2 separate regions of the Sus scrofa genome follow, and region 2 is linked to region 1. The links are chromatin contacts, called in public HiChIP or PLAC-seq maps. All regions are on one chromosome and are shown on one strand. Each heading gives the region's core, a stretch centred on a gene start, on an enhancer-like site or on the middle of the called end of the contact. The rest is flanking DNA. Distances are from core to core; before and after follow the strand shown.

Evidence for each region. HiChIP or PLAC-seq counts read pairs in DNA pulled down with a chosen protein or histone mark.
Region 2: a contact with region 1 is called in an H3K27ac HiChIP or PLAC-seq map of skeletal muscle, with 15 times the contacts expected there. The contact joins two enhancer-like sites. A contact is called at or near these places in 1 of 47 Hi-C or Micro-C datasets (omental adipose tissue) and 1 of 2 datasets of contacts at active chromatin or transcription factors (skeletal muscle).

Annotation. Positions count from the first base shown.
Region 1 is chr3:119,016,967-119,021,196 of Sscrofa11.1, reverse strand. The region is part of intron 5 of LOC106509892 (a long non-coding RNA gene); the gene reads left to right. Among named protein-coding and RNA genes, the nearest start is that of RDH14, 430 kb to the left of the region's middle. Within about 2 kb of position 2,001, at least 9 of the 83 cell types and tissues checked have an H3K27ac peak or open chromatin away from gene starts, as enhancers often do. A contact at or near this core is called in omental adipose tissue and skeletal muscle, where this site is marked.
Region 2 is chr3:119,568,661-119,572,773 of Sscrofa11.1, reverse strand. No RefSeq gene overlaps it. Among named protein-coding and RNA genes, the nearest start is that of RDH14, 120 kb to the right of the region's middle. Within about 2 kb of position 2,048, at least 6 of the 83 cell types and tissues checked have an H3K27ac peak or open chromatin away from gene starts, as enhancers often do. A contact at or near this core is called in omental adipose tissue and skeletal muscle, where this site is marked.

The DNA.
Region 1 (4,230 bases), core at 752-3,251:
TCTGAGATTTCAACTCCCTAGTTTCAGTGATTGCTTGTCTTCTTGGTATTTGCTAGACATGGGCCACAAATATGACTGGACTAGCACATTATTATATTTTTATTTCTATAAAAACAACATAGTTTACAAAATGACAATTTTTGATATATGAGTGATAAGCAATTTTGAGATCTACAGAAATGAAAACACTTAGAAAAAAAAAATCTCCAGCAGAGTTCTCTGGTGGACTAGTGGTTAAGGATCTTACATTGTCATTGCTGTGGTAAGGGTTCAGTCCCTGGCCCAGGAACTTCCCAATGCTGTGGGCGAGGCAAAAAAAAAAAAAAAAAAAAAAAGTGAGTTACCATGGAGTTACCTAGTGGCACAGCAGGTTAAGGATCTGGCATTGTCACTGCAAGGGCTTGGGTAGCTTCTGTGGCATGAGTTTGATCCCTGGCCCAGGAATTTCCATATGCCTCAGGCATAGCTGAAAAAAAACCCTCCAAAATATTAACTTGAAATCTTGATTTCTGATATCTTTAGATCTTCTCTTTCAAAGAAGATGCTTTCCAAATTGAATATTTTCAACTTTATTCAGAAGCAAGAAATTTGAACTTATATTTTATTAATTTTTTTAAAGGTAAAATTCCTCTTGAGAGTTTCAAAGCTTCAGAGCAATTTGATGTGGAATTCTCTACAGCTAGCTTTCTTTTATCTTTGTTTAATCTTCTTCTGTTAACTTGTGTTTAATATTCACAGAGTCAAATGATCAGAGTAAAGGCACAATTTAGTTCTACAATTTCCTAGTTTATTCTTCAATTTATAGTGAGGCAGAAAGAAAAGACAAGAAAGATGATACCTGGAGTTTGTCTAAATACATAAACTTTTTCTCTCCAACCTAAATTCCCTTATCTCTACAAGCAATGGCTATTTTGTAAGTAGTTCAAATCAATTCTCAGAATTTATCCAGCAACTTATCTACAATATTTCTGACTCTGTACTACTTATCTATTTTTACCTTTTCAAATTGTCCTTACTGTTTTTCGTAACTACTTTTAGAATTCCATTAAGACTCTTGTTTTGCACATGACTGGTCCAGCATAATTCACAACCACTTTCCAAACCCACCTCCCCCTACCCTTCACTGCATCATTGAGTTTAGGGTATAATTGACTAATTCAGAGATTTAAGCTACTGTTATCTCAATAGAAGAAACTGCCAGACTGTTCACAGTTCTCTTCACATATAGCCATATTGCAATTCTAAATTAGAACTACTTAAAAGATTATTTGGAAGGTTCTCCTAACCTCAGTATTGAGGAGATCTTGTGATTTGAAAAAACTTTAATTCAGTAAAGCTGAAGATCTCACTTTTGTAGGTACTGAATTCAGAGGCAAGCAGACAAAAGCACCAAAGTAGCACAATAGCTGGTAACATTTCCTATCGTGTAACAAATTACCACAAGCTTACTGGCTTGAAGGAACACTAAGTCATTGTGACACCGTTTCAGTAGATCAGAGGTCTGGGCCCCATGTAACTGGGTTCTCTGCTTAGGATCGCACAGGACAAAGTCAGGGTGGGGGCAGGTGGGGCTCTGGGAAAGAATCTACTTTCAAACTCCTTCAGGTTTTTGGCCAAATTTACTCTCTCGTGGTTGCTGGTTGCTGGAAGAAGGTCCCATTTTTTGCTGGCTGCTGGCCAGAGTTACTGTCTGTTCCATGGCCACCCACATTCCCCCTGGTGCTTTCATCAAGGCCCCTCCATCACCATGGCAGCTATGGCATGTCCAGTCCTCATCCTTCAAAGGTCTCTGACTCCGCCCTCAGCTTTTATGGACTGATGGTTATATCAAGCCCACCTGAATAATCTCTATTTCAAGGGCAACTGTGCCATTTGGCAAAGCACGAAATCACAAGCGTGATAGAAACATCGTCATACTCACAGGCCTGGAAAATTAGGTCAGAGCCTCTCAAGGAGGAGGAGGTCATTTCAGAAATTCTGCCTCCGGTACTGAGGCACTTTATTCCTCCATTTTATGGGGAAGCTTCAGAAACTGAGAGATGTTCTATGCAAGATGACACCTTCTGAGAATAAGAAGACCTTGAATGAAAAGGAAGTTTCCAGTAAACAAATGGGGAATTTTTAAACTGCATTGATAAATTCTCTGCGATTGCCAGTGGAGTGAAACTATGAAAAAGGCACAGATGATCTAACAAAGAAAGAAGAAAGGAAAAAATAAACAGAGTTTTGTTAGAAAGGATCCAGAAATACCAGGCCTGAGCTTAAATATACTGACATGAACATGAGACAAATGAAAAAAGATGAGCCATGAAGGGAAACCATGCAATCGAATAATCAGCGAGGAGGCTGAGCCCACAGAGGCCGGGGAGCTGATGAACACAGAACAGAGAGTCCCGAATGAGAATTCCCAGATGATGGAAAACACCAAGTAAACAGAGACCTAGCTCAGAGCCAACAAACTGCTTCGAGGCTGAGAAGTTCCAAGAGTTAGAAAACAGAGATGAGGGTAGTAGAGAGGAATCCGGAGATGTCACTCTCGTGGATCTAGTGGATTGTGAGGAGAGGAACATATATGAGCTACAAGCAGTACAGCAAAAGGGCCCCATTAAAAGGAAAAAGAAGCAGCAAGGCTGAGCAGTAGATGCCGTAGGCTAGGGATCTCTGACTCCTATATTGTTACATGCCTTTACTTACTTTACGTATTGTGTAACAATACACAGACTGTATATGCCTTGACTTTACGACTTTACGACTGTATGACAATCATATGCCTTTACGACTTTACGACAATTATATGCCTTTACTTCCTACCTGATTCCATGAAACAAATTAAAAAAATATTAAAGATAATGAAAGTGGGATGGACGGGGAGTCTGGGGTTGGAGGATGCAAACTATTCCATTTAGAATGGAGAGGCAATGAGGTCCTACTGCAGGGCACAGGCAACTGTATCCAAACTCTTGGGCTAGAACATGATGGAAGATACTATGTGCATGTATGTATGACTGAGTCACTATGCTGTACAGCAGAAATTGGCACAATCCTGTAAGTCAACTATAATAAAAATAAAGAAATTAGTTTTAAGAAAGAATAATACTGTTTTTAAGTCCCCCCCCAAATAAACAAATAAGCTAATTAATTAATTATAAAAAATTACAGATAATGAGAATCCTTCAGGATCTTCTGGTCTAACCTCTTTTCACAACCTGGTAAATCTAGGACAAGGAAGGAAAATGAACACGGCTGGCTCAAACAATGAACCACAAGCATGGTTAATTTTAGGAACGCTAGTCCTTGGCTCCCCAGCCTACAGTCCTAGCAGAGGAGGCTCTGGTCTTCGCTTATAAGAGATAAGATAGCATTCAAAGATAAATCTTATGCTATTTAATAAATAGCAGCTGAAATGTAGATTTTATCCAAAGGTGGACACTTTGTAAGATAATCATTGTGGGTCTCCTTTTAGGACTTTTCAAGAAGACTCTATATACTTATTTGTTCCACACAAGTCCCACTTGTCTTAAGACCAGCATTTATTTTTTCATGCATGGAATTGGGGAGTGAAATTTTGATTTTACTTCAACTATCAATGGCTTTTACATGATGAAGATTTCTGTGTTGGTCAAGGTAGTTCTTATAATTTTATCAAGCAAACAAAAGTACTTTAAATAACTTGACTGTTAAAATTTTATTTTCCATCCAATACAACTGGCATGAAATGTGGATAACAGAGAGATGTGGGTTCTATACATGAATTCACACATCCAAATGAGACAACTAATTGTAAAAAAATACCTAAGACCTTCAATTGTTGGACCTTAGTTCCTCATTTGCGAAAGGCAGAAGGAGCAGTAGATTATACTCTCCTTGTAGTGCCAATAGACAATGAATCTAAGCATCTCAGGGCCACAAGGATGTTTGCTGGGCTGTGCACTGCAAACTTTAAGAGGTTGCCATTCTCATCACAGCCTATCTGAACGGCCCCCCTTGCAGGTGCGGAATATGAAAACTGTGATGTTATATGGGGTGTTATACAGGAAGAATGCATCTCAAAAGCGAACATTATAAAAATCAGAAGATAGTATTAGTACACACAGCCTGATAAAGAATCATCTCACTTTTGCTACAATTCTCCAGAAACCTCCCAGTATTGGCTGAGAAGAATGGAAGCTACTCCTTTTGTTCCGGCTGAGAAGAGCCCCCTTGCTGTAGAGGTACCATTTTAAATTAGTG
Region 2 (4,113 bases), core at 799-3,298, 550 kb before region 1:
CCTGTGATTGTATCCTAAAGACAACTTTTTGGGTGCCTTTTTTTAGGGCCCCACCCCTATGGAAGTTCCCAGGCTAGAGGTCAAATCGGAGGTACAGCTGTAGGCCTACATCACAGCAAGGCCAGATCCGAGACATGTCTGCGACCTGCATCACAGCTCATGGCAACACCAGATCCTCAACCCACTGACTGAGGCCAGGGATTGAACCCTCATCCTCATGGATACCAGTCAGGGTCATTACCACTGAGCCACAGTGGGAACTCCGAATGAAAGCACATTTCTAAAGCTTGTAATGAACACTCAAAAATTGTGCTTTAGAAATGCTGCTTTGCAAAAGCCTACAAGATGATCAATTTTCTTTTCTTTTTCTTTCTTTCTTTTTAGGGCTACACCTGCAGCATATGGAAGTTCCCAGGCTAGGGGTTGAATTGGGAGTGTAGCTGCGACTTACGCCACAGCCATGGTGACAGAGGATCTGAGCCATACTTGCAACCTACACTGCAGCTTGCAGCAAGACTGGATCCTTAACCCATTTAGCGAGGATGGGGATCCAACCTGCATCCTCATGGATACTAGTTGGGTTCTTAACCTCCCGATCCACAACAAAAACTCCTTGAGAGGATCTATTTTCTAGACCCTCACCAGCACAACACAGCATCATTTAGAAACAACCATTTCAAATTTGATAGACAAATATAATATTGCTTGACTTTAATTTGCATTTTTGATCATTTGGGAATTTATGCATGGTTCTCTGAAATTTAATATGCGCATTTTGTGTATGTGTTCATGTCCTCTGCCTGTTTTCCTATTGCTAACTTTTCTCCTATTGAAACCTTCTAAGTAACTGCAGAGAAACAGTCTTCAGGTTGTTGTGAGCATTCGGTGTCCTACATAATGTGGGTATTGGGGCATCCATACCTTCTGGTTTCTTTCCTGTGGAGATTCTGCCCTGAACCTCCTCAACTTCTCTGCAATTGTCCTCTGGCTTGTGCCTTGAGTTAATTCTGGGATTGAGAAAGAGAAGGTAGAAAGTTCTGGATTTACCTCAAGGCTAAGTACCCATGAAGGGAGTGTTAGGAAATGAGACCTGAAAGTAAACTTGTGTTAAATCATAAAGACGTTGAAAGCGGAGGATTTTAGACTCTTCTCGGTCAGCAATAGGGAGCCTCCCATTGAGTTTTGAGTGGGAGAAAGACGCGAGGAAATGATGTGATTCAGAGTGTATCCAGCAGGTGGCACAATTGTAACATGTCTTCTGCCTGAGAGGGTCTCCTAGGCATTTCGGCTTTTGTAGGTAAAGTCCACGTGTGAAAAGGTACCTTTACGGAAACCTTCAGACTGGAATGATCTAGATCACTCTAGTGGACTGCAGTGGGATGGATTTTGCTAACAACTGAAAGAACTCTTAAACAGCATCTCTGTCCCTTTTTATAATATTCATGCTTTCTCCAAAAGCCTGTTTTTTGTTCACGTGTATCCAGTGCCTGTTGAGACCCAGTTCAGTGCCTTCCCGTACATTAGGCTGTTTCTTCAAATACCAAATGCTGTTTCTGACAAATTATTTTTCAGTTATTTAATGAAGGCTAGAGTAGTAACTTTCAGTTCTGAAAAGTTGGGAAAATATCAGGGCAGACGGAGCGCTGTACCCTGAACAATTCACTAAATTGTGGTCCGTTTTTTCATTCTTACCAGATACATAGCAGCCAGTCCAAATGATTAGATATTTGTTTTCTTCCAAGAAATTCTTCGTATCAGTTAAATGGTAATGAGAGAATACTGGGTATCGAGATCTATGAGAAAATTCAAGAATTCCTCCATTATTCTAAGCGCGATTTTAAGATTTGTATCATCTTTTGTCATTTGGTTCGACCTATTTGAAACATCTCTGCTTACATTTAAAGAAAAAAAAAAGATTCAGTACAAACTATTCAAGTCCAAATGTTTTTCCCTGAAACCTCAGTGGATCCCCTCTGAATGACAGCGAGGCACATGTTTGTAGTTGGGAATCTGGCAGCAAGGAGCGTGAGTGCTGATGGTCAGGATGTTCTGGTTCAGAAGTTAGAAAATAAATAATTCCTGAGAGGAAGGATTCTTCGGCTCTGGGCAGCTGATACGGCAATAAAATAAATAGGCAGTAAAAGACACTTCCTGTTTTGAGAGTTCACATTTCATATTGGCAAAGCGCATCTCTTAAATTCAATCTCATGCTTCCATAAATAAACCTGGCACCTTTTTAAACACTTTTCCATCTGCTGCAGAATGAGGAGTGCATTATTGAATACACCTCAGGGAGTCCCAGAAATGGGAAAAGACTACTTGTGAGGAACACACCATTGCAGTTGGCCTTGGCCCAGAGGAGCCATCAGGAGATTGTTTGAGTTCAAACCATTGTAACAAGACCCTGATGGTGTTTCCCCACCGCCTTCGGTTCTATGCGAGGCTGTCATGGCTGGAGCTTCAAACCAGGAGGAGCCAGAAATGGTCTTTCGGTTGAGTCAGGGTTAGACAGGTTGGCAGGATTCTTTGCTAAAACACCTGGGGTAGTTCTCATCCAGCTCCTGACACCTTCTTCAACATATTAATCCAGTTTCCCAGAATGGATAGAAAAGTCTGTCTACCTGCACTAGAACCCAGAAGAAAAGGTCTGATTCCAGACAGTAGAAAATCCGGGGTCTCCTTGGGTTGGCAGCAGTCAACTCTGAGCTCATCTCTATGGTCGGGAAAGCATGGGATAGGATCACACCTTCATCATACTAGAGAACCAGTATCAGAGAAATGATTCAAGTCTCTATTTTGCTGTTAACTTTGTGATCTTCGACAGGTAGGGAGATCATTGTAGCCTCAGAGCCTTGTGATAAAGTGAAGTAAAACCCATGAAATCAATTAGCACAGGGCCTTGTTCTTGGGCATGACATTATCTTATGTAGCCCCACAAAAGGAAATCAAAAACTCTGAAAATTATGACTGTGAGGCTTCCCCCATGGCACAGTGCACTAAAATCTCAGAGATTTTAAACTACAGGGGGAAATGTGCTTTTCAAACCAATGAAGGGAGTTCATGGCTCAGCAGTAACGAAACTGACTAGTAGCCAGGAGGATGCGGGTTCAATCGCTGGCCTGCTCAGTGGGTTAAGAATCCGGAATTGCCGTGAGCTGTGGTGTAGATCATAGATGCAACTCGGATCTGGCATTGCTGTGGCTGTGGTGTAGGCTGGCAGCTGCAGCTCTGATTCAGCCTCTAGCCTGGGAATTTCCATATGCTTCAGGAATGGCCCTAAAAAGCTAAAATAAAATAAAATAAAATAAAATAAAATAAATAAAATAAAATAGTAAAGCCAGTGAAAACTGGTAAGAAATTTGCCCAACCTCACACAGTGGCAGAATTAGAATTTTGATGCAGGGACCCTAGGAGACTCTGTCTTTCTCTCAGTCAAGGCACAGGAGCATCTGTCAGCCACTCTCCATGCCCAATGCCATGTTCGGGGCATTTCTGTCCTCCTCTGGCCACCCTGATTTACTGCTTCAGGACCTTATCTTCCTGCAACTTGTTGAATAGTTCACCCCACAGAGCTCCAGCTCAGAGCCTGAAGAGAGAAAGACAAACAGACTCAAGGATGGTTCCAGGGTGCCAGTGGCTGGCATTTCAGAGATAATTGAAGGCAAAAGCTGCCAAGGGCCTGATTGGTGCTGACTGGGGCCCTGAAGAGACAGCTTGTGCTCAACAGTGATTTACTATTGCATTATCGTTGGTACCGGCTTGCAGGCCTGCAATTAGATTGGACTGTGGTTGGAGTTGCTTTCAGGACTATCAGATCCCCTTAACCTTTAGCTGACACAGGCCTGTCTTTCTCCTTGAATATCTGGAGCTAAGTGCTCTGTAATTCAACTTGACTCTTTCTCTTCCATCTCAGCTCAAGGTTATTGACTTCTTTTCTTCGATGGCCTAAGTTGTCTCATTGCTTCTGATAAAATGGCACAGAAAGAATTAGACCTTGAACTGTGGGTTCAAAATAAGATGTCTTAAGGGAAAGAAAGTGAGGGCTAGATTACTACAAAATGCTGTTATTACAGAAACTAAAGAAGTGGTACACTTGCATTTTACCTAACTTTG